Linked DNA regions of Ovis aries: all the other regions are linked to region 2. A link is a contact called in public Hi-C data. All regions are on one chromosome and are shown on one strand. Each heading gives the region's core, a stretch centred on a gene start, on an enhancer-like site or on the middle of the called end of the contact. The rest is flanking DNA. Distances are from core to core; before and after follow the strand shown.

Evidence for each region. Hi-C and Micro-C count contacts between places; a contact is called where the count stands out from the background.
Region 1: a Hi-C map of liver shows a contact between it and region 2, with 2.2 times the contacts expected there. The contact joins the enhancer-like site here to the promoter of SMOC1 in region 2. A contact is called at or near these places in 3 of 16 Hi-C or Micro-C datasets (hypothalamus, liver and tail adipose tissue).
Region 3: a contact with region 2 is called in a Hi-C map of hypothalamus, with 2.1 times the contacts expected there. The contact joins the enhancer-like site here to the promoter of SMOC1 in region 2. A contact is called at or near these places in 2 of 16 Hi-C or Micro-C datasets (hypothalamus and tail adipose tissue).

What each region holds. Positions count from the first base shown.
Region 1 is chr7:79,769,702-79,774,497 of ARS-UI_Ramb_v3.0, reverse strand. SMOC1 (SPARC related modular calcium binding 1) reads right to left here. Exons shown (of 12, transcript XM_027971963.2): 3 at 4,547-4,659. Among named protein-coding and RNA genes, the nearest start is that of SMOC1, 70 kb to the right of the region's middle. Within about 2 kb of position 1,662, at least 2 of the 54 cell types and tissues checked have an H3K27ac peak or open chromatin away from gene starts, as enhancers often do. A contact at or near this core is called in liver, where this site is marked.
Region 2 is chr7:79,699,806-79,704,347 of ARS-UI_Ramb_v3.0, reverse strand. It overlaps SMOC1 (SPARC related modular calcium binding 1), which reads right to left and starts at 2,614. Exons shown (of 12, transcript XM_027971963.2): 1 at 2,255-2,614. The coding sequence starts at 2,353.
Region 3 is chr7:79,793,674-79,797,941 of ARS-UI_Ramb_v3.0, reverse strand. All of the region lies in intron 5 of SMOC1 (SPARC related modular calcium binding 1), which reads right to left. Among named protein-coding and RNA genes, the nearest start is that of SMOC1, 94 kb to the right of the region's middle. Within about 2 kb of position 2,386, at least 6 of the 54 cell types and tissues checked have an H3K27ac peak or open chromatin away from gene starts, as enhancers often do. A contact at or near this core is called in hypothalamus, where this site is marked.

The DNA.
Region 1 (4,796 bases), core at 413-2,912, 71 kb before region 2:
AGGTTAAGAGCATAGGCCTTGAAATTAGATAGCTGCCGCTGCTGCTAAGTCGCTTCAGTCGTGTCCAACTCTGTGCGACCCCAGAGACAGCAGCCCACTAGGCTCCCCAGTCCCTGGAGTGGGTTGCCATTTCCTTCTCCAATGCATGAAAGTGAAAAGTGAAAGTGAAGTTGCTCAGTCGTGTCCGACTCTTAGCAGCCCCATGGACTGCAGCCTACTAGGCTCCTCCATCCATGGGATTTTCCAGGCAAGAGTAGTGGAGTGGGGTGCCATTGAAATTAGGTAGGCCTGGGTACAAATCCTTAGTGACCTTGAACTTGTTATTTAACCCCTCTGAAACTCAGTTTTCTGATATAAATAAGGGTATTAATAACTACCTCAAAAGGTTCTAGTAAAGATTAATGAGTGTAAAAATCAATGCCTGGCAGCAAATAGCACTCAATAAAGAGTTGCCATTATAATTACTCAGTGACGCACAAGCTTGACAAGCCAACATCCTAGTGGTGGTGATCCAATACCATTCCTCTATGGCTGTGATTTCAGTTCATCATATTGGGCAGCAGACAACAGCTTGGCAGAGGACTCAGAGAACAGATGTCAGGAGTTAACATTCCTGACACCCAGAAGAGAAAGCAGACAGGACCACAGCAAAGGACAAAGTCAGTAGCTCCCATCCTCACACAGCAGGTCATCAAAAAGCCTTAAGTCCATATTCCAGTGGTGCAACCAAGAACAAGAATGATTAACAGCAGGTCATTTACAACCTGGACCCAACACTAGTATCATCTGGAGAGCTTGAAATAATAATAATGTCTGGGTCCCTCATCCAGAATTTGATTTAATGATCTGAGATGTGGTCTAAATATCAAGGATTTTTTAAAACCTGATGTTCTAATGTTTACCACTCTGCTGTTTGAGTTGGGGTGCAGGGTAGCAAGAGAAGAGGTCAAGGGAAAACAAATTAGAGAGCAGAGACCACTGTATCCCATATGAACCCCATTAAAGCCAACTTAGTCATGTGGTCCCAAGCTGTGTCCCATGCCAGACAAACCCAGTCCCATGAAGGTCCCCTCCATAAACCTCAAGAGCACATCACTGTATAATGATTCACAGGATGGAAATATGTTACCAACACCAGGATGCATGCATGTCAATAGTCTAAGCAACATTGAAATAATGGACCTGGTTTCTGGGTTCTGGTCTTAAAGAAAACAAAACCAAAAAAGTCCAGGTCAGTGATAGTGGAGGTTGGGGGAGGCAGAAAAGCATTTTTTTTTTTTTCTCATAGCCTTTTGGCAGCCTGTCAATGCAATTGAAGCACACTCAAAGAGACAGCCTCATTTTGTGAAGTTATTGCAGCGTCTTTGATCAAGGGAAAAAGCACATCCATTTCAATCACTGTGACGGGGTCGGACCGGCTGTCTGGCTGCCTGGCTGCCCACCGGGGTGAGCCAGCCTCCAGCCCGCAGACACATGGCAGCGCTTAGCATGTCAAACAAATGAGGGGGCTCTTGACTGTCTATCCAACCTCTGCTGAACTTCAGGGGCCCCCTCACTTAGCAATTCTGCCCAGACTAATCTGGAAGTTCCCCTCCCCGGCAAACACCACCTGGGCCAGCCTGGCCTCCCTCAAACAAAAGCTGGCCAGCGGCTGTCTGTCACGAGGCAGCAAACACTTCAGAACCGGGAGGGCAGGGGTCAACCGTTCTCATAAGCAACACACTCAGGATTACAGAAGCCTAGAAAGGGGGGAAAAAAGGATTCCGCCTCCTCTCTATTACCTTAACCCCTGTCTCAGCCTCAAATGCAGCTGCAAGAGGTTTGATATTCTCCTGCATACGTGAATTTTCAGCACAAAGATCACCTGGATTCTTTTCACTAGAATAAATGATAAATAAAGAATCCATGGACGAAAGGTCCAACAGAAGATTTTCTTTTTCTTGGGTGACATCGTCTGTAACATCTTGAGAAGATCTGAGTAACAGAACCAGATTAGAGATGGGGCTAATGTTGATAATGGCAGGTATTTACACAGTATTTATGTGTTCCAAGCATTTTACATGTGTTGACTCATTTAATCCTCATCACCACCTCATGAGGTAAGCTACAGTAATACTCAATAGTAATAATAATAGTAACATATAAAAATGTATAATATAATAATTTGTTGTTGTTTAGTTGCTAAACCATGTCTGACTCTTTGTGACCCCATGGACTGTAGCCCACCAGGCTCCTTTGTTCATGGGACTTGCCAAGCAAGAATACTGGAGTGGGTTGCCATTTCCTTCTCCAAGGGATCTTCCTGACCCAGGGATCAAACCAATGTCTCCTACCTTGAGGGTGGATTCTTTACCACTGAGCCACAGGGAAGCCCATAATAATGATAATTACTATATAAAATAATAATAGAGATAATAATCTCTATTCATCACTTAAGGAAATTATGACCTAGAGAAATTAGATGATGTGCCTGAGACGGGAGTGGATTCACGTCCAGGTGGTCTGGCTCTAGGAGAGGTGCGCTAGCCACAGCCCTAGACCGCCTTTCTCTAGGTCATACCTCAGGGCCTCCTTTACTCTTTTTTCAATAGGCATTTTTGTTTCTATCAAAAAGAAACCAACCAGTATAATATTCAAATTAAAGGAGACCACTTGACTAAACTCTAAGAATGGAATTTCACTATGCATTTGTTTTATAGAGATAGGAATTTAAATATTTTTATAAATTCATCTAAAATTTTGCACCGTGTGTTTATTTTATTTACTATGATAGCTACATAGTAAAGAGCTACATTTCTGGGAGAATTTTGAGAGGGGGTAAAATCAAGATAAAACAGGGAATGCTTTGCACGCAGGGACTGTGCCAGTCTTCTCTGTATTGTTCCGATTTTAGTACATGTGTGGCCAAAGCGAGCACGGAGAGTATCCTTTTAAACTGCCAGCTCAGAGAACAGCAGAGTGTGGAGGGCTCCGAGGGAGCTTGGGTGCTGGAGCAATCTGAGCGTGCCTCCCAGCTCCTGGACCACTCTGCCTCCCGCTGCGGTTGCATCTTCTGTAAATGATGATAGCAACGCCTGCCTGGCAGGCTCGTGGTGAGCCATAAGTGAGAAGACGAATAAAAGCACCTCTCACAGGGCAGGCAGCCAAGGTCAGTCTAACTCTGTGGCTATCAATCTTGGCTGAACACTGGAAACGTTAAAAAATACAAGGCCTCATCCCTACCCCACCACTTCCACCAGCACTGGGCCTGAAATCAGCAGTCCCCTGGGCCCAGCCCCCCAGTGAAAGCTGAAACCCAGCAGCCCAAAGGCCAGACTCATCCTTTCCCTCCTCCCCCACCCCCTTGAAAATTCTGGGACGATTACAGGGAAACTTTGAAACTCCCAAGGCCCCCGCCTCCAGCTCTCACGTGGCAGAGGTCCCCAAATGACACTACATTCCAGTGGGAGTCATGCCTGTCCCAATCCAGTGGCTGACCCACCCTTGTCCAGTGACCCTCCCCACTTTCACCCAGCTGTCTCGGCCCTGCTAGACTGTCCCCAGCTCCAGCCTGAAAGCTCTGCCACCCCGTTGTCCCATGCTGCCTGCGTTCCAATCTGTGCCAACTTCAACATAGCCGGCATTACTTTTACCCAGCCTCCAGCCAGAAGGTCACACAGGATCAGAGGGAAGACTGCCTGAAAGGAGATTTTAGAATCTGAGAGCATGCATACACGCGTGCACATGCATGCTCGCACAGACACCACACACGCACATGTGCACGCAGATACCATACACCACACAGCACACACATACCACACACACACAGAAAGACAGCCTCCACACAGAATCCACACACATGCACAGACACGCAAGCACAGATACCACGCACCACACATCACACACATACACCACCACACCCAGGCATACACCCATGCAGGCAGAAACCACGCCACACAAACACGGACACACATGCACACAGATAATACATCACACGCATATATCACCCACCCACACAGACACACACACACACACACCAGAAACCACACAACACCCACAGAGACACACATGCACACAAGAACCACACAACACACACAAACACCCACCCACAGGCACACATACACCACACACACATACACACATTCCACAAACCAGACACTTTACATTCAAAAGAAACATGGCTTCAGCGGAAGCTTGGGACAGGATGAAGAGGTGTGCAGAAGGGGTAGCAATGAACAGTGAAGGGAATACAGAGGCTGCCCATGGAAACCCACGAGGATAAGAAAAAATAACCAGCCTACATTTGACAGAAGAGAACAATGAAGACGGGCAGCGGGAGGACGGGGACAAAGCAGTGCCAGTTTCCTGGCTCAAACTCGCACAAGCCTTTCAGGACCCGCTGCCAGTGCTGGCACCGAGTGGTGGGGGGCCCGGGGGCCACACAGGCCCCACAGGCAGCACGGCGGAGTCACAGAGCCCTCGTCTGTTTCCAGGAAGCAAGGCTCTCGGGGCCCTCCTGCTCCCAGGCCCCCAGGCCCCAGGACCTGAGAGAGCAGCCAAGGCCTACCTGGGTAAAGGAGCCATCCTCGGCGCACTCCGGGACAAACACCGCCTCCTGGGGCTTCTTGGCTTGCTCCAGGGCCTGAGCCCGCTCCAGGCGACACTTGCTCTGGCCAGCGTCTAAAGAGGGAGGTGTGCACGTCAGAGTCACTTGGGCCCCACACAGGAGCCACGGACTCCAGCTGTAGAAACGCTGAGAGCAAAGCACTGTGTTGTGGAGGCCCACACACCGCCACACATCACACACACACACCACA
Region 2 (4,542 bases), core at 1,365-3,864:
CCAAGAATTCATAAATGCGGGCTCTTACTGGGGTCTATAAATGCATCCAGCAGCTTTCCCTTGATACTTTCTAAATGTGTGTGTGTGTGTGTGTGTGTGTGTGCGGTGTGTGTGTCTGCATGAGAAAGAGAGAGACAGAGAAAGGGAGAAAAAGAGAGAAAAAAATCCAGCTGGAACCCACAGAAGCCTATTTACACTTCCTATTTGTGTTCTACCATTTCTATCAAATTAATAAACTAAAGAAGCCCAAGGGAAAACTAACCCATGTCTCTATTTTCCCTTGAAGTCCCTTGCTTACCCCTAAGAGCTGCTTCCTCCAGTTGCAGGAGGCAAGGAAGGAGAGCCATATGGCTTGAGACCCTAGACTCGCCCAGCAACAAACGAGCCCCCCACCATTTGTCTCCGGGCCTCTCATGTGGGCGGGCATCCAGCTTTCAGTCGGGTGCTCTGGTCTGCGTCTCTGTCTTGACTGTTCCTAATTATTGGAGGGAACGCCGTGGCTCTCCTGACCTCGGAGTTTAAAAGCTGCGAGTCCTAATATCAAACCAAGCAGCTTCATTTAAAAGGCATCCTCATCTGCATCCATAAAAGTCACTCCCGGAGCCCTAGCTTGCCCCAGCTTCGGGAATGCCTGCTGTCGAGGATTTATGACACGCCCTGGCTCTAATCGGCCACACTTTAACTGCTGCTGTTGCACATCTGGTCATAAAAGCAAGGGCCGGCCCAACATGGGGACAAACACTTTTCTTTCCTAAGTGGCTGCAAATCTGATCTTACAGTGATAGCCAGGCTCAGATGTAATCAGCCAGCATCTGGGCAGTCATTAAGGCTCGTCAAGCTTTGCGAGGCTTTTCCCACACACACGACAGTTATAAAGACGATTCTCACGGAGCAAGCGCTAGGAAGAAAGAACCTGCAATCTGAACAGGTGGCAATGGGCTAGGCCAAACAATATCCAGGAAAGCACAAGCTGGTTAAGGAGCCAATCTTTTCACAAAGATACTAGCTACTTCCACATGGACTCTCCTGTTGCCTGGAGAAGGCAGGCAGTTGTCTGTCGAGATAGTTGTCAACAGACAACTGCCCTGACATAAAGTAATTCTTGGCCAGAGATCGTTGTTGTTTAGTCACTAAGCCATGTCTGACTCTTTTGTGACCCCATGGACGGTAGCCAGCCAGGCTCCTCTGTCCATGGGATTATCCTGGCAAGAATCCTGGAGTGGTTGCCATTTCCTTCTCCTGGGGATCTTCCCACCCCAGGGATAGAACTCATGCCTCCTGCCTGGCAGGCGGAGTCTTTACCACTGAACCACCTGGGAAGCCCCATCCTCTGGATCAGTTTGGTCAAATGAATCAGTGGGTGGTTTAAGAGTACACTTTTTAAGGTAGTGGAATCCTTCATTAGACTAACTGGGTTATACGAGAGCAAGAATCTAGCCCAGAAAGGAACACAATGCTGTCGGTTCCGGAGGTTTTACAATGCCTTGAACAGCCTGCCCTGTGCGCAGAATTGGCACGTTTCACATCGTTCAGGAACTCCAATCAGACCAAGGTTCAACAAGTAGTGCACCCTCCCAGGCGGAACGCAAGGAAAGAGCTCCTCGAACACTGCCAGCTCCTCTCCACCAGCTCTCCACAGCCCCCCATCTCTACCCCTCCTCTGCGGCTGTGCCCAGCAGGAGGGAGCATTAAAATTATCTGCTGTGGGCTTTACGAGCAGCGATCGCTTTTTAAAACAACAACAACACAAGGTCCTTGTGTGGCTCTCCGGTAACCTAAAACCCTGGAGGCAGAGCTGCTCTCCCCCGAACCGCCCCCCGCCCCTGCCGCCGCCGCCGCCTGCCAAGAACGCCAGCGCTCTAGGACCGCGCGCGGGGTGAGCCCACCGAGCAGCCCCGCTTGAGCGGAGAGCCAGGAGGCACCTCGGATGCAGGAGGCACCTCTAAGGGTCTTAGAGCAAAATGCCCCGAGAGGAGAGATGGGGAAAGAGAACTCACCAGTGACAGTAGGGGGAGAGGGGGAGGAGGGGGAAGGCAGAGTCGGTGCTGCAAGAAAGAAGGGGTGGGGCGGGGGGGAACAATGGGAGAAATTTTAATTTCAGCAACTTCGCCAAGAAGCCCACCGGCGACGGGGTAGTAGGTGGGGGGCGGGGGGGCACAGGTTCTGATACCTCCCTCTCCGGTCCCCAAGGGATGAAGGCCAGCGACCTGCGGTCTCCTTCCGCAGGTGGGCGCGCGGCTGGGGGCGCACTTACCCTGGGGCCGGTGGTGCGGTGGTCGCGAGCCGGGGACAGCTGCACTAACACCAGCAGCAAGTGGGGCGTGAGCAGGCGGGCGCAGCGCGCGGGCAGCATGGTGCCAGGCCGGTCCGGGCAGCGGGCTGCGGACAGGGGTGGCGGGCTTCACGGAGCGCACGGCCGCGCCGGCCTTCCTGCCTTCCTTCCCACCCCGGGGGACCCTGGCGACGGCGGGCGGCGGCAGCGCGGGATCGCGGAGGCTGCAGTCGGAGCGCGCGCTCATGAACCGCCCCGGGAGCGGAGCTGAGCGCGAGCGTGTGTGCTCTGCGCGCCGCGCTCTCCGCTCGGCTGGGCCGCGGCGGCAGCAGGTTGGATGCCAGAGCCCGGGCCATGGGAATTCCCGTTATAAACCCCCGGGAGGGGCGGGGCGGAGCCCGGCGGCCCTGGCTGACTGGCCGAGAGGCCCGTGGCAGCCGCCCCTCGGGCAGGTGAGAGCCAATGGGAGGGAGGAAAGAGGGGCGGCTCGCGACCGACCCCACCGAGGAGCGACACTTGGTGGCTCGGCCGAGTGGGCTCTAGGAGAGACCGGCATAACGAGGAACTTTATCTTGGCCCTTCGGCCCAGAAAAGCGTCCGAGAGCTCCAGCAGCCTGAACGTCCCAGAATGCCCGCCCGTAAATGGTCACACCTTAAGCATGTTTAGGTTACAGTAAGTGAGTTGTCACGTCAGCCGGATGAAATAGGTAGGGAAAACACTCCTAGCCCCGTTTTCTCAGATGAGGGTACTAGGGCACAGGAGGGGCTGACAAATCTGCTTCCCGGCTGCACCAACACCGAGAATAACTGGGGAGTCGCCAGGTCACCTGCACGCGGAGTACAGGCTGCAACCAGCGTTAGGAGTGGGACTTGGGCGCGTTCGCTGCTTGCAGACAAGGTAACGCATTAAGTCCTACAGCGGCGGCCCGGGAGCAGTGTCAGGGGGAGAGAGGAAGCTCCTGCTGGGCATCTCCTTGCTAGGGAGGGCCCCTGTGGGTATGAGATGATGCCAACCCACGGCCTGGTGGTGGATACAGGATTAGAACTCAGGGGTCCTGGCTCCCTGCCTGGAACTAGAAGGCCAACAGGCAGCTTCTCTGTGGCCCAGGAGCCCTGGCAGGAGAGGTCAGAGGGGACCTGGTCTCCTGACTGGGGGAAGAAAAGAGGAAAAAGCACTGATAGGAGGGGTAATCTGTGGATGAAGAGACCCCAGGGATGGGTCAGAGAAGTCAGGGAGACCTCTCCTGAGTGCCGGTAGGATGTTAGAAGGCTCTGCCCAGGACGATCCCCAGGAGTTCATCTTGGGAATGGTCACAGACACATCACACCAGCCCTTCAAAGGCGCGAAAAGGTCCACTGCATTCAACCTAAGAGAACCATGGTTTACCTTCTTAAGTGGAACACAACCCTTAGTGTTTATTTTCTTTGGTATGGACCACTCACTTGAAGGTGAGGGATTCTTTACTCCAACCAGGCTGGAAGCAGCGCCAGGGCTTAACTCCTCTCCCTGTGACTTAAGCGGTCCTGACAAAGGTTAACTCTGCTCCCTCACAGCTTCTCTCCTGGGTTGCATAAACAAGCTTCCCCACCCAATTCCTGCATTCAGTTTTGCTCACCCGGCTTGCCTGCCACCTAGCCTCTACCCAGCAGCCAGTCACCCTTCTAAAACGCAAACCTGAATCGTCACTCTCTGCTTAAAAGGCTTCAACTCTCCCCAGCGTCATCAGATCAAAAAGCCCTGACTGGATGTTAGAACAATTACAAAGTACTGATGGTTCTTCAAACAAAAATGAGAAACTGCTCTAAGAGAATTGTCTGTCTTCCTCTGCTGGGAAATAGCAGGAAACAGTTAATGTTCTCTGGAGCCCATCAGCATGGGTTCAAATCCTGGGTCTGCCACCTAGTGGTATAACCTTGCATAAGTCACTTTACTTATCTGGGGTGCTGCTTTCCCTTCTGTAAAATGGGAATAAAAATAGTGTCCACCTCAAGAGTAGTTGTCAGGATTGAAGGAGATGGAATATGTAAGTCCCTTAGAATGACTGTGTTAGAAACATCACAACCTGGCATCTGAAGAGGGCAGTACAAATGCCTCATCTCATTTTACCCTCTGAATGATCCTGTGAAGTCGACAGAGAGATCCAGCTTTACAGGTAAGTAAACCAGATACCCCATGCGCCTGGGACTTGCCTGGCCTCATTTGGCTGGCAAATGACAGCAAACATTCAAGTACAGGTTTTCAGAGTCTAATTCTGCCTCCATCATCTGAT
Region 3 (4,268 bases), core at 1,137-3,636, 94 kb before region 2:
GAAGAGGCTAAGAGCATAGAGTGTGAGCTCCACGAGCTGAGGGCTCTTACATTTCACCCGCCACTGGGTCCTCAGGGACTGTAACAAAGCTGGCACTGAAGTCTCAATGAATATTTGTTGAATGAAAGAATAAAACAGCCAAGTATAAAACACCAGTGGTCACTAACACCAGGGGACTCGTTAGAATCCAGATCACAAACCCTGTTTCCTCTCCACTCCTCGGAAATCAGGTATCCTCCATTCGTAAACTTTCTTCTGGAGACCCCAGAATAGGGGCTGAGGTGGAGGGTGGGCAGTTGAGTAGATGGAGTTACTCCCTGCTGGGGGAGTAATGAACTTGGGTAGTGGGAGATGAGGGGCACATGTGAACGCTCAAGCACACTCGTGCACACCCCTTCTGCAGCTGATCTCTTTGAAGCTGATATACTGATATGCCAGGCTTGGTCAGGGTGGCTCGGACACCAGACAGCGACCTGCACGCAGAGAAGAAAAGAGCTGCATCTCATGGGCCTGGAGCTACTTAGGTGCAGTTTGTAGCAGGCATGCATCAGAAGGAATGGTTCTCCACAGGGAAATCCGAGGTCAGCACATAGAGGTCATCAGTTGCCCATCTCCATTCAAATCCAGCCCAGGCTGGAAGGTAATCAGACTTAAGCCATCTCGTGGCAAGGCTGACAGATCACCGTGAATCTAGCCGCCGTCTCTGGGCTGAGAGAAGAGAAAAAAGAGGTGGCTGGGAAGAGGTGAAAGACCCGTGAACGGGCGACATTCTGTGTATAGGATGCTCTGAGACGGCTGGCTCTGCACACCTCCACCAGGTTGGAGACAATGCAAGGAAACCCTTCAGATGTACTTAGCCCCCGTGAGGGCAGAGGCTAGAGACCACACGAGCCCCTTCATCTGGGAGACCTGCCATCCATCATCCCTGCCGGAAGCACATCCCTAGGCCCTGAGAGGGAGTGCTGATGGCTCCACCGTTTGCATGACAAAGGTCTCCAAGCTGGCATCAACGTGTAGACCAAACACCGCGAGAGATCCTCAAAACCGAGGCCCAGAGACGCTGGAAAAATAACTGCAGCCCACTCTGCGCTTGCAGCACAGGCTACGGAGCCGTCAGCGGAGGGGCGGGGCTTGAGGGCGCAATAAAAGAAGTCTCTAGGAGCTGAATGTTGGAGGTTCCGCTTCTCTCCAAGGCTGGCTTGACAAATACAGGAGCACGTGCAGAAAAGAGAGCAGTTTTCTAAATGTTTTTATTCTTCTCTCACTTTCCTTACACTGCTCACTCCCAGAGCTCTTAGAACTAAGAAAGCAAACTGCGGAAAACTCCCGATGACCCTAAATTTTCACTGGCCACGTATCCTAGGCGCTCCAAAGAAAAAGTTCCCGGAAACTGCCAGAAATCATTGTCCAAGTCCTCTCCCACTGTTCTCCCATTCTTCACCTGCCCCACCAACACCACACCGGAAGCTGAGAATGTCCTTTCTGCACTTCATAAGCAATGAAGCCTAGGACCAGTCCTTGACTCTGTGTTAGGTTATCCTGGAAACTCTCTCAAATCACCCACATTTGTTAGCATCTAGACCCCTGAAAGAGGCACCTCGGGAAAATCCACAAGCCTTGGTGGGCCAGGAGAAGCTGCTCAGGGTAAAATCATCACTTCTAAATCGCATTTTGATTCCCAGTCACTTTTCTACTTCAATGGAAACCCCAAATTCCTTCCTCTCAATTTCTGCAGCTTTCAACTGTTTTAGCAGCAGATGGTCAGAACTCAGGGGTTGCTGGGGGGTCCTTTCCTCTCTTCTGATATTCCTCTGTAGCATCAATAAAACATATGTGGATGCACGTGTGCCCCCTGCCCCCCCAAAATGCACACATACCCCTTCCATCTCTCTCGGAGGGCGAGGACCATCAGAGAAGGGACGGCTGCAGGATGGGAGTGCCCCAGATCAATGGATATTTGAAACTCAAACACATGGCCCGGGACCTCCCCCACATGTGTTAATTACCACACATGTGCCCATAAAGGAGTCCGGGGAAACACAAGGGGCCCAAAGAACAGAGCACAGTGAAGACATTCCAGGGGATTAAGTAAACAGTCTGAAGTTCTGACCCTCCTCCTCTCCTGCAGCACGTGCATCTGGGTAAGATAACCAGGCCTCCTTCCCCCCACTTCTCCCCTCGGGCCCCACACCTGTGGACCCAGGAGCAGGAGCGACCCAGACCTGCTTGCTGGCCAGACGCCTGTGACCTGCTACCGCCTGGCCTCTCTCCCTCTCTCCTGCCTCCTGCTATCTCCCCGGGCCTCCTCCCCCAGCCTCCTCCCACTCTGCCTTTCTCCTCCTCGCCTTCAGAGGACTGATTCCTGGCCGGCAACCAGACCCTCCGTCGCACAATACGCCTTTTCATTCCTCCCAGGCGGAGAGAACCAATCCCTCCAAGTCCCGTCCATGGAGCATGTTCAAAAAGGCGGAAGGGTGGGAAAAGAAAGAGCTGGGTGTGCTCCTCCCCTGCTCCCACCCCCCACCCCAGCCCCTACACATACATGCACCCAGACCCCCAGCCTCGCCTCCTTTCTGGACGTCCTCTGGGCCAAGCATCCCTCTGGGCAGGTCTCTGGAGTTGCGGCTCTCGGGAGATGCCTTCTGGGAGACCCCCCATGTGGGCACGAGCTCAGACAAGGGCCCTTTGTGTCTTCCCACCTGCTGCCCTCCGGAGCACATTCCATTCTTAAGTGGCAGCTGAAGAGGCACCTCAGCGGGGCTGACACAGGATATTACCAATGCCCTCTCGCACTCTGTCCCCATTCAAACCCCAGCTTCCTGGACAGGTGTGGCTTCAGGTGGGCCTTCCTACAGGTGGCTTTTCACTGCCCTGCCCGTGGCAAACAAAGAGAAGAGATTCAACACCTCTGCTGTTGTTCAGTTGTGTCCGACTCTTTGCGATCCCACAGACTGCAGCACCTCTGGGAACCCTCCAAAGTAGAAGGAAAGAGGGGCCATTGGGCAGAAGTCAAGTCTCCAGGGAGCAAGTGAACCCTAGCATCTTCCCCCACCCCCCTGCCAGGCCTTTGCACCAAAGAGGAAGCCCCTACACCACCATCTGGAATGGAGGAACCCACCAGGATAAGGGAGTGAAGAGGTAGAAACTTCAGGCTTCACACTCTATCCACCCCGCTCCCTGGAGGAATCAGATTCCCCTGTCTTCTCCCACCTGGATCAGCAAGAGCCTGCTGTGAGCACGGGTCTGATTCCTATTGTCATTCACAACATACAAGACAACCTGGGAAATATTTCTCTGAGCAGTTTAAAAGCCAGATGCTCTGGTTGGCCTTTTTGGGGGCAGGTGCTTCACCCAGCATCATGCACTCCGTGGGGAAAGTCTGGGTGGTCTGTTCTGCATGGCTGCTCTTTCTTTTTCCTACCACCAGGACCTCATGACCAGGATTAAAGCTTATGCTCCTGAAGACTTCAGTGGCAACAAGCAAAACTAAAGGCAGTTCCCTTTTCCAACCCCAATCAATTACAGACAGACATGCCACTCACAGAGTTGATGATTTCAGATCTTTTCAGGAAGAAATGTTTATCCCCTCTCCTGCCCTCCCTCCTAGAAGGGAACCACCAACATTCAAGGCTGTCTTCCTGGCGCTGTGAAGTACTTTTTGCCCACTTACTCATTCCTGTTCACTGGTAGGGAAGCAGCCCATTGGGTCCTTTGGCCCATGGTTTCTAGAAGGAGGTGATATCACCAAGCTCTACTCCCATATCTTCTTGGAGCACCTGCATGCAGGGAGAGCAGGTTCTCCAGACTTTCAGCTCCTCCATTCAAGCAGGGGGACTCTGCCTCCTCTTTGGGTCCCCATGGAATTAGCATCTGGGGCAAGGGCCAGGGCCTCACCTTGGTCTCTCTGTGACTGCAGTGTAGGATAAGCCTGCTTGCCCCACTCTGATCCTTGCAGGCCCAACTCTCCACATAGCTCTTATGAGCATGAAGTTCCCAAGGCTCAGAGTCAAGTAGGAGGGCTCAAACTCAGCTGAGATCTTCCACCTGGGTTTTACCTGAGACCCCAAAATGAGGCTTCTGGAGTGCTTGCATGGGCAATAAAATTGAAACCTGTTTTCCATGCAACCACCCGCTGTCTGTGTGTATGCTGTTCTGGAGGTAAGAAGTGGCGAATCTTAGCGTCTTCCATACTGGAAAGTATGGTGAGCACATCCCAGGGGCCCATTCCTCATGTCGGCTAGTCCACTAACCAGCACTCAGACAAATGC